Linked DNA regions of Ovis aries: region 1 is linked to region 2. The links are chromatin contacts, called in public Hi-C maps. All regions are on one chromosome and are shown on one strand. The core of a region is the stretch at or near the end of the contact, and the rest is flanking DNA. Distances in the headings are between cores, read along the strand shown.

The links. Hi-C and Micro-C count contacts between places; a contact is called where the count stands out from the background.
Region 1: a contact with region 2 is called in a Hi-C map of liver, with 4 times the contacts expected there. The contact joins the enhancer-like site here to the promoter of MCF2L in region 2. A contact is called at or near these places in 3 of 16 Hi-C or Micro-C datasets (liver, muscle and tail adipose tissue).

What each region holds. Positions count from the first base shown.
Region 1 is chr10:86,127,207-86,131,735 of ARS-UI_Ramb_v3.0, forward strand. It overlaps TMEM255B (transmembrane protein 255B), which reads left to right. Exons shown (of 9, transcript XM_027973884.3): 9 at 2,432-2,760. The coding sequence ends at 2,578. Among named protein-coding and RNA genes, the nearest start is that of TMEM255B, 22 kb to the left of the region's middle. Within about 2 kb of position 2,890, at least 7 of the 54 cell types and tissues checked have an H3K27ac peak or open chromatin away from gene starts, as enhancers often do. A contact at or near this core is called in liver, where this site is marked.
Region 2 is chr10:85,739,209-85,743,711 of ARS-UI_Ramb_v3.0, forward strand. MCF2L (MCF.2 cell line derived transforming sequence like) reads left to right here and starts at 1,351. Exons shown (of 34, transcript XM_042255086.2): 1 at 1,351-1,419.

The sequences.
Region 1 (4,529 bases), core at 1,640-4,139, 390 kb after region 2:
TGCAGTTTCCTGGCCAGACTGACCGGGTGGGCCAGCTGCCTGGCCCCCGTGACATGCCAGAGTCCCCAGGTGGCGCCTGTGGGTTTCCAGCCTCCAGCCTTTCCTCACCCTCAACAGCGGCTACCACGCAGGCTTCACTCTCACACACCTCTGGAGGCCTTGGGGTGCTGTGGGAGGAGGCGTGTGGGGTGAAGCCTTGCTCATAGAGCAGCATCGCTGGACCACCCACCAGCCACCAGCGCACCCCCAGCGTGACGGCCCAAGTGCCCTCGACTGTTGTCCTGTGGCCTTGAGGGGCAGAGGGCCTCCGTTTCGAGGGGGTGGTCTTGGCACATCCTCTGGTCTGTACCGATGATGACGAGGGCCTGATAGCTTTCACCAGCAGCACGTGTGGGGCACAGTTCCATGCACAGCAGTAATCAGACCCCAGGGAGATGCCGTGTGTGCCTCATCAGGAGGAGGAGGACAGATGGCTGCCCCCAGCTCTGCCCCCAGCGCAGGAGGAAAGGCACTCTGCAAGTGTCGGTGCAGTCGCTGGCAGTGGAGAACACTCCTGCCTGACAGAGGGAGTGAGCCGCTGTTGGGAGCTGTTTTGAGCAGTTAGTCAAAAGAAAACTCACAAAAGGGAACTCACCTTCCTGACTCCCTGGGCTGCCTGATCAGGAAATGCAGGAATAAGGACCCACTGACAATCAACTCACATCCTGTAATGAAGGGCCTTGCACGCTGTCACTAAGGGCCTTACATCCAGTAAGTAAGGGTCTCGCATCCTTTACTAAAGGACTCTTTGTCTGCCCTCCTGACGGCGTCACCTGTGTGAGCAGAGCCTGGTTTGCCTCTGCGCTGTGGTGGCTTCCTCCCTGGTTCCTGGTAGTTTCTTGTTTCCTGGCGGTTGCCTCTGCGGTCCCCACTGGTTTCCTCTGTGGTCCCCACTGGTTTCCTCTGCGGTCCCCACTGGCTTCCTCTGCGGTCCCCACTGGCTTCCTCTGCGGTCCCCACTGGTTTCCTCTGCGGTCCCCACTGGCTTCCTCTGCGGTCCCCACTGGTTTCCTCTGCGGTCCCCACTGGTTTCCTCTGCGGTCCCCACTGGCTTCCTCTGCGGTCCCCACTGGTTTCCTCTGCGGTTCCCACTGGCTTCCTCTGCGGTTGGTGTGGTTTACTCCCTGCTTCTCTCAGCGGCTCGTTTCCAATGAAGAACAGAGCACACACGTGCGCAGTGGGAGCGGGGGTCCCCACAGACCTGAGAGGATGTTCTCTAGAGATTTCCTCTGTCATCCGAGGTCAGAAAGAAGTGTGAATTTGAGAGAGAGAAAGCAACAGAGGTGGGCAGGGGCCCAGGGCCCTTGGATCCTAGAGCCCCCTTAGAGGGTCTCCAGGAGGAGGGGCAGGCAGGCGGGTGCCCCCTGGCCCTGGGCTCCTGATGGGTGGAGTGCAAGGACCCACGCAGCCCCACTGCAGGCCAGAGCCTGCATGCCCTCACTTTGTCCCGTCACAGAAGGGGTTGCTTTCTTTACTTACTTAATGTTGGTTTTAATCAGGCATTTCTAACCATTAGAAGTTAAGAAAAAAGAGAGAAATTTAAGAGGTTTGTTGGCTGGTGGAAAAAAAACTGGAAGTTTTATTTGTTTAAAAGCTGTGCCGTGCCCCAACGTTCTCTTTGCAGGATTGCTTGGCATCTAGGTGTGTTAGTGTGGGTGGTCCTGAGACGCAGAGCCAGTGGCGTGTCTGCACAGAGGAGACACACAGAAAGATGTATTTATAGATGGAGGCGGCACACGGACAGACTCACAGGGAGAGAAACGAGAGCTAGAGGAAGAGAGCCCGAAATCTGTAGGGCAGGCCGCAGGCTGGAGCCCCGGGAAGAATGGGTTTGCGACTGAAGGCACCTCGAGGCGGGATTCCCCCTGCTTGGGACCTCAGGCATTCCTCTTCGACTGATCGGATGAGGCCCAACTGCAACAGAGAGTGTAATCTGCTGGTCCACATGCTCATCACAGCTACAGAGCACCCTGAGGATGACATCTGGACGGCAGTGTGGCGCCTGGGCACTGCCCGCAGTCTAGCCAAGTTGGTGCATAAAATTAGCCATCACACACTATGGAGAACGTTGGTGTTCCTGGTTTCCCTTAACATACGGAGCTTGAGTGAGCCCGGGGCCCCAAACGAGCTGGGCAGCCTTTCCCTGGGGCAGGGTTCACGTGTCCGAGCGTCCAGTGGCAGGTGGTCGACGGCCACCCTTCTGGGTGTTGAGACCAGTGTCCCGCAGGCACAGTGGGGGCCCCCCGGGGCTGAATCAGGGCCTTCTGTGGCCCCTGGGAACTCAGCCTCATCAGGAAGCAGTCACCGCCTACGGGCCTGGGCCTGGGGGCTGAGCCCAGGTGGGCTCTGAGGGGCTCCCGCGGGCTGAGGACGCTTTTCTGTTTGATTGCAGCTGCCCGGTGGCTTCGCGGCCTCACCCGGCTCCGACCTCCCTCTGCCCGAGGACTCGCAGCCTCAGTCCAGCTCCAGCTGCCGGCACCCCATCAGCGTCCCCACCCACCTCCTCGCTGGGGAGAAGCCCCCTCCCTACACACCGTGATGCAGAGGGCGTAGATGGGAAGCAGTAGTTTGGTCTGTTCAAAGCAGCCCCCTCCCCACGGTGGCCGCCTCCTGGAGACCCTCCTGCAGACCCTCCTGCAGACCCCCCTGGCTCATCTGTGCAGGAGAGGCCAGGACCATGCGTAGGACCCCAGTGGTGAGGCCACTCCGCCCGCCCCCCCCCCCCCCCCCCCCCGTGAGACCACACCCCCAGCTGAGCTAAAATTCCCGCTGGAGGGGCGGGGCCTCGCCGCTTACAGAGCAGTTATCTTTCTCTTCCGCGCTCCTCCCCCGTCTCGTCGTCATGCACCATACCGAAGGCAGTGTGGCTGTGCGCGGTGAGGGCCGCTTCCCAGCAGACGTGCTATTCCCAGGGAGGGCAGGGCGGCCACCCTCAGCGCGGCCCTCCTGGTGCGCATCTGCCCAAGGGAAGTCCTCCCGGCTTGAGTATAAGCTCCGTCCACGGCCTGGGAAGGCCGGGGGTCCGCGTGGGCTCTGCTCCAGTGGTGTCCTGGGGTTGGGGGGCGGCGAGCTCCTGGGGCTGCGTCTGTCCGACTGTCAGCCCCCGGGGTGTCCAGCAGGGCCGGGTCTGCCTCTCGGCGGGGAGACCCCACGTGGGCCCCCAGCTGTAGCGCAGGCGCCCCTGAGATGCCGGCTCTCTGCTGAGAAACCCCTGCAGGGGCCGCCTGGGAGCAGCTGTGCCCGCGGCCAGACACGCCTGGGAAGCAGGTGAGCGCAGGCCTCGAGCTGCTGCAGGCCCGAGTCCCCGCTTACAGCCCCAGGAAAGGGGGCGGGGAGGAGCGGGGGCGGGGCGGGGGGAGGGGAGGTGGCCGGGTCAGCAAGACGCGGTCTCCGGCGCCCCCTACCGGCGGGGACGCAGTTCCGTCCAGCAGACCCGGTCCAGCCCCACGTTCAGGACGGTCCTTGCGGCTCCCTCTTCCGAGCTGTGGATGCGTCCCTACCGCAGGAGGGACCCGTGCAGTGGCCCCGGGGTGAGTGGGCAGGGCGGGGGGGGGGCACGGACTCCCTGGCCCTCTCCCCCCCGTCCGCCGTCAGCAGTGTTGTCTACCGGAAAGAGGTATATCGCTTCATTGAAAACATTTTCTTGCTGAAAAATACCTAAACAACCACAATAGTAACATCAAAGCCCACTGATCAGCAGTCACTATACAGCTATGATAATAAAGAGTTTGAGACATCACAGGAATTACTGAAATGGGACACGGAGACACGAAGTCAGCAAACGCTGCTGGGAAAGTGTGCCAGCAGGCTCCCCCAGCTCAGGGTGGCCGCAAACCTTCAGTCTGTAGCAGCAGCAAAAAGGGCAGTGTGTGCAAACCGCGGTCGAGCGAACGCGCCGGTGTTTTGTCAGATGTGGGCTCGAGAGCCCCGTGTTGCGGGTGGGCCCAGCCCAGCGCTGGCCTTGTGGCCTCTGCGGGCAGGACGCGGCCCCACCCCAGACTGTCCTGGAATTTCAGCTCCAAAGGTTGCAAACCCAGCAACCTCATCAATTTGGAATTTTAGCTCAAAGTCATTGTGACCAATCCTGTTAATTCTTTGACTCGCTTCGGGCATATTGTTAAAAAACAAACCCAGCGAAGTTTAGGCACAGGAATTCCATCGGCTGCGATGGACCCTGTGGCCGCTGAGAAGCAGCGTGTAGGCTTTGAAACATCCTTCACTTGGCTGGCTGGCTGGCTGAGGACTTAGCCTCTCTGCAAAGCTGTCCCTTCTGGGGGCGTCATGTCACGATGGCAGGCGTTTGGGGCCTGGAGAGGCTGAGTGTACGCCCTGAGCCCCAGGGCGGGTGCCCCCGTGCCCAAGGCGGGCTCTTGCAGGATGAGTCTGGCCCAGCCCTGAGACTTGGGCAGGTCATTTTCCACCAAAGAAACCTGGTTTGAACATCACGAGACCCAATGGCGTTTGAGAGGAGACTTCACAGGGCTGTGTTT
Region 2 (4,503 bases), core at 101-2,600:
CCTGGCCAGCAGGGCGCCCCGGGCTTTTGTTCTGGGATTCGCCTTGGAGTCGGAAGACTTGAATCAGCACCAGCCGTCTCTGAGCGCACAGGCGTCTTGGGCCTTTGTCCTCCGCGTCCTCCTGGGCCAGTGACCACGTCCCAAGGCTGGAGGCCTCCCTGCCGTGGGAGAGGCTCTCCGGTCCCAGTGCTTGTGGCCGAGGTGGGGCTTGGGACCCTCCGCGGGACGCGCACCTGGGGGCAGTGCCGGGCCTGCAGACCTGACCGGGGTCGTGGGGTCACTGAGCGCTGCCCATCCTCCGGGCAGGCCGGCCGGGCGCCCCCCTCTGGCCCTCAGGGCTCCAGCGACACTCAGCACGGCCCCTGGAGAGCACCCCCAGGACCCCGGGTCCCTGCGGTCACGGGAAAGGCCCCACCGAGCGGGTCAGGCCCCCACGCCCGCACATCCACCCGGCCCTCAGAGGAGAGGCCCCTGCCTCCGCCCTGACTCTGCCAGGGTCCTGGGGCCTTCCCATCCCCGCTCGCTCCGGGAAGGAAGCCGTCCATCTGAGGAAGGTCCTGCCTTCGCTTCGCTGTCCACTCAGGCCAGCCTCCTCCCCGCGGCAGCCCTGCCTCTGAGCGTGTGCAGGGTCCTGTCCACTCGGCAGCCCTGGCTCAGCCGTGCCCACCACCTGGGGGGCGTTGGCTAAGCGGGGGGCTGACGGGGAGGCCATGCCGGGTGGTGGGGACCGCACTTGGAGGAGGAAAGCCCTGCAGAGGCTGGCACACCCTCCCCTCAGGCCTGGAGGGGCGCCCCGGGGCGGGTATGGGGCTCCTGGCGTGGGGCCCCCTGGAGCCTTGGGGTTGTGCCTACTGCCCTCCCGACAGGGCTCTGTGCTGGCCTTCCTCCGATTTCCCGGTGTCGCCCACAGAATGCAGACGTTTGAAAGCGCCAGCTAAAATAAAGTTTACACCTAGAGCAACACTGGGGACGTGTCAGCCTGCGCGCCTCAACTTCCCGAGTTCTACTGGGGAACTTGAGTTTCCCTGAACAAGGGGGACCCACAAGGGAGAAGACCGGTCCCTTCCCTTTTCTTGCAAAAAAGGGGGCCCCCCCCCCGCAGCTGCACGGCCCTGCCCTGGGGCCTGCACACCCCGAGCCCAGACAGCAGACCGCCTGCTCCGTGCAGGCGGAGCGGTGGCGGTGATGGGGACCCACGCTGCGGGGCGGGGCCGGGCGCCTCCCCGCCCCCTCCCTCGGCGCAGACCCTCAGCCGTCCTCCCTGGCGCTCCGCCCTCTCCCTCCGCGCGGTCCCCTCCCCCACCGTCCTCGCCGCCGCCCCGCAGCCCTCCCCCTCCCCTCCCCTCCCCCAGGCCGGGGAGGAGGGGCGTCCGCGCACCTGCGGGTGGAGGACCGGGCCGGGAGGACGTCCCACGGCAGGTGTGTGGGGGCGGGAAGCGTGGGCGGTGAGCGCGGGTGGGGGGGGCGGGGAGGGCCCGGGAGAGGGGCCGACGGAGGAGGGTGGGGGGCGTGGACTCAGCGTCCCGGAGGCCGGTGCCGGGTCTGCGTGCTCCGATCGCCTCCGTGACCGGTCTGCGCGCTCCAATCGCGTCCCGCCCGCGTGCGACCCCAGCGAGCCCCGGGACCGGCCGGGGCGGAGCGGGGCCGCTGCGCGGTGTCCAGGGGCCGCCGCCAGAGCGGGAGCGCGGGCTCCACGTGCGGGACGCCCCCCACTGTCGGGCCGGGGTCCTCCCGCCGGACAGGTGTCACTGCCCGGCCCCTCCCAGGGCCGCACCCTGGCGTCCAGACCCCCAGCAGGCGCCGGGCCAGGCGGGGCCGCTGAGGGCGGCTGGCTGAACCTGGGCTTCCCGGCCCGTCTGGCTGTTTTGCTTTTCAAACTGGCAGCGGAAAAGTGAGACTCAGCAGTTTAAAAACAAGGCCCTTTGCTCTTTCAGCCCTAAACGGTGTTCCTGCTAGTTTTTAAAAACCACCTTCTGCTCTCTGCAGCGCTGGCCGCTTAAACAGGAGCCTGCTCCAGCTGGCCGGAAGGAGACTTTTCTGGAGCAGGTGCAGCCTCTTAGCTTTAAAGCTTCCCACCCTGCCCCTAAGGGACCTCCAGCCTGCCCTGGACAGGGAAGGGGTTAAGGTGACCCTGAGGCTGGGCAGGATGTGTGGGGGCGGCCGTGGGAGGCCGCAGGATGCGTGACCACTGGGAGGGGCCAGGCCACAAAAATAGATGTGTGTCCGGGGGTGCTGGCGCTGGAGCTGTGAGTCCCTCCCAGGGGACGGGGGACCCCACTGGACAGGTAGGTGAGGGGTGGCCCCCTGAGGGAGACCTCGCGGTGGAGGGTCTCCTAAAGTGCAGATCTGACCCAGTGGCCGGCCCAGAGCGGGTTCGGGGACCTGAGTTCTGAGCTTTGCTCCCAGCTCCTGGACCCGCTGCGGCGGGGGGCCGGACAGGCAGATGCTGCCCGTGGGCCCAGGTGGGCGGCCAGGAGGGCAGGTGCTCCGGGTGAGTCAGTCCAGAGGGGCAGGAAGAGGGGCTTGGCTGTGTTTCAGCACTTGAGTCCCTCAGGGCGGGGTGCACCCCCCAGGCCCCAGGCTCACCGTCTGGCCAGGACCTGGACGCAGCTGTGGCCTTGGCACCTCCACCTGTGACGGCCCCCCGGCGGCGATCCAGGGGAAGGCTGGCGAGAGTGGCGGGCCTTCCGCGCCAGAAGCCTGGGCACCACTCTCCTCGTGACTGACCCCAGCTCTGGGCGCCTTTCTCTCCGGGAGACCCACGGATCAGGAGGAGGGCGCAGGGGCCACCTGTTTGCGGAGCTCAGCGCTCTGAGGACACCTCTGCCCCATCCGCAGCCTGAAGCCCGTCCTTCTCCCGAGTCGGAGCCTCTTCCCTCCCAGCCCTGCCACTGCCAGGCGCCTTCTGACCTCGGGCTGTGGCTGGAATTGGCGTCCGGATCACCATTCAGGCTGTTTCTGCGTTTGGGGCTCAGCTGTGAAGCTGGGAGATTTACCTGGGAAGCAGCATCTTGGTGATTGGAAGCGGGATGAAGGTCGCTGGGACGGAAGAGCTTCCTGCCGTTAGGAACTCACATACCTTTCGTAAAAAGGCGTAAAGCCAGAAGTTGAGAGGGAGGTTCCTGGAGCGTTTGTGTGAACGGGGTAAACTGCTCTGGTGGTGGCACCTGGCCATCAGCCTAGCTGATCTGCTGCTAAGAGGCTCCGGGAGAAGAGGAGCAGTGAGGAGACAACCACTCTGCTCCACACTCAGCTCAGCCTCTCGTTCTCAGATCCACTCATTCCACCCTCGCCGGAGCCCCGGAGAGCCGGGGTGACGCTCTTCCCTGACAGGCGGGAGATGCTGGCTGAGTGCCAGCCGCAACCTGGACCTGCCTGAGGGTCTGGAGCCGCTCAAGGGATGCTCGGTCCACTCCTCCCTGGAGAAGGCGGGTGGCGGCCAAGCCCGCTCCCAGAGAAGGCACGCTGTGTGGTCAGCGTGGGGTGGCCGGCCGGACCGCCCAGCCACCCATGGAGCCTGTGCTCCGGTACCTTCCCCTCGGGGACGCCGTGCCCTTTTCCTCTGGGCCTCCCCAAGTAAAACGTTCGGGACTTCAAGCCCGCGACAGTCTCCTGGACACCCTGTGGCCGTTACCGAGGAACTCTTGGAAACCCAGAGCCGGACCTCGACTCTGTGGCCAGAAGCACCTCATCCAGCATCAGGCAGCGCCGTCGTCCCCAGGAAACCGGACGCCGTCCCCAGGAAACCAGACGCCTCCCCCAGAACCTCCCAGCATCCCTGCGGAGCCCAAAGGACCAGTCGCTACGCAGCTCCTCGGAGGTGACCCAGGAGTGGCCCAGGGCTCATCTGCAGAGCTTGCGCCCCAGTGGGTAACGTCAGTGTGGGTGTAGGTCACTGCTGGGGGCGTTCAGTCTGATCTGTTCAAAAGCGAGGAACTGTATTCAAATTACCGAGTTGAGCAACCACAGACATCGGAAAAAGTCAAATAGGAAGGTGCAGGTGGGGACAGTGAAGAGCGTAGCTGACCAGCGCCGAGCGTCTCCACGCCATTCTCCTTCTCACTGGTCCGTTTCTCACTCAGAGCTTAGGGCTGGCGACGGGACACAGAGCAGGCTACTCCCGGGGGAAAGGCCCCGGTGTCGTCCGACAGACTGGGCCTAAAGGGCAGGGAGGGACAGGCATGGGGAGGAGGTGGAGACCGGACCTCCCTGGGGGTCACCGGTCCCCAGAATCCAGCCGGACAGCCCCGCCTCCCTCCCTGATGCCCTGGACAGCGTGGTGGGTGTGAGCGCCCCTGACGACCAAGCAGGTTAGGCCGCTGCTGTGGGGCCACAAGCAGAATTTATGGAAGGGGCCCAGCCAGACATAAGCCAACAGGGGAAGCGAAGGCCGTGCGTGCACGCTAGGTCGCTTCAGTCGTGTCCGACTCTTTGCAACCTGGTGGCCTGTAGCCCACCAGGCTCCTGTGTCCACGGGATTCTCCAGGCAAGAGCGCTGGAGTG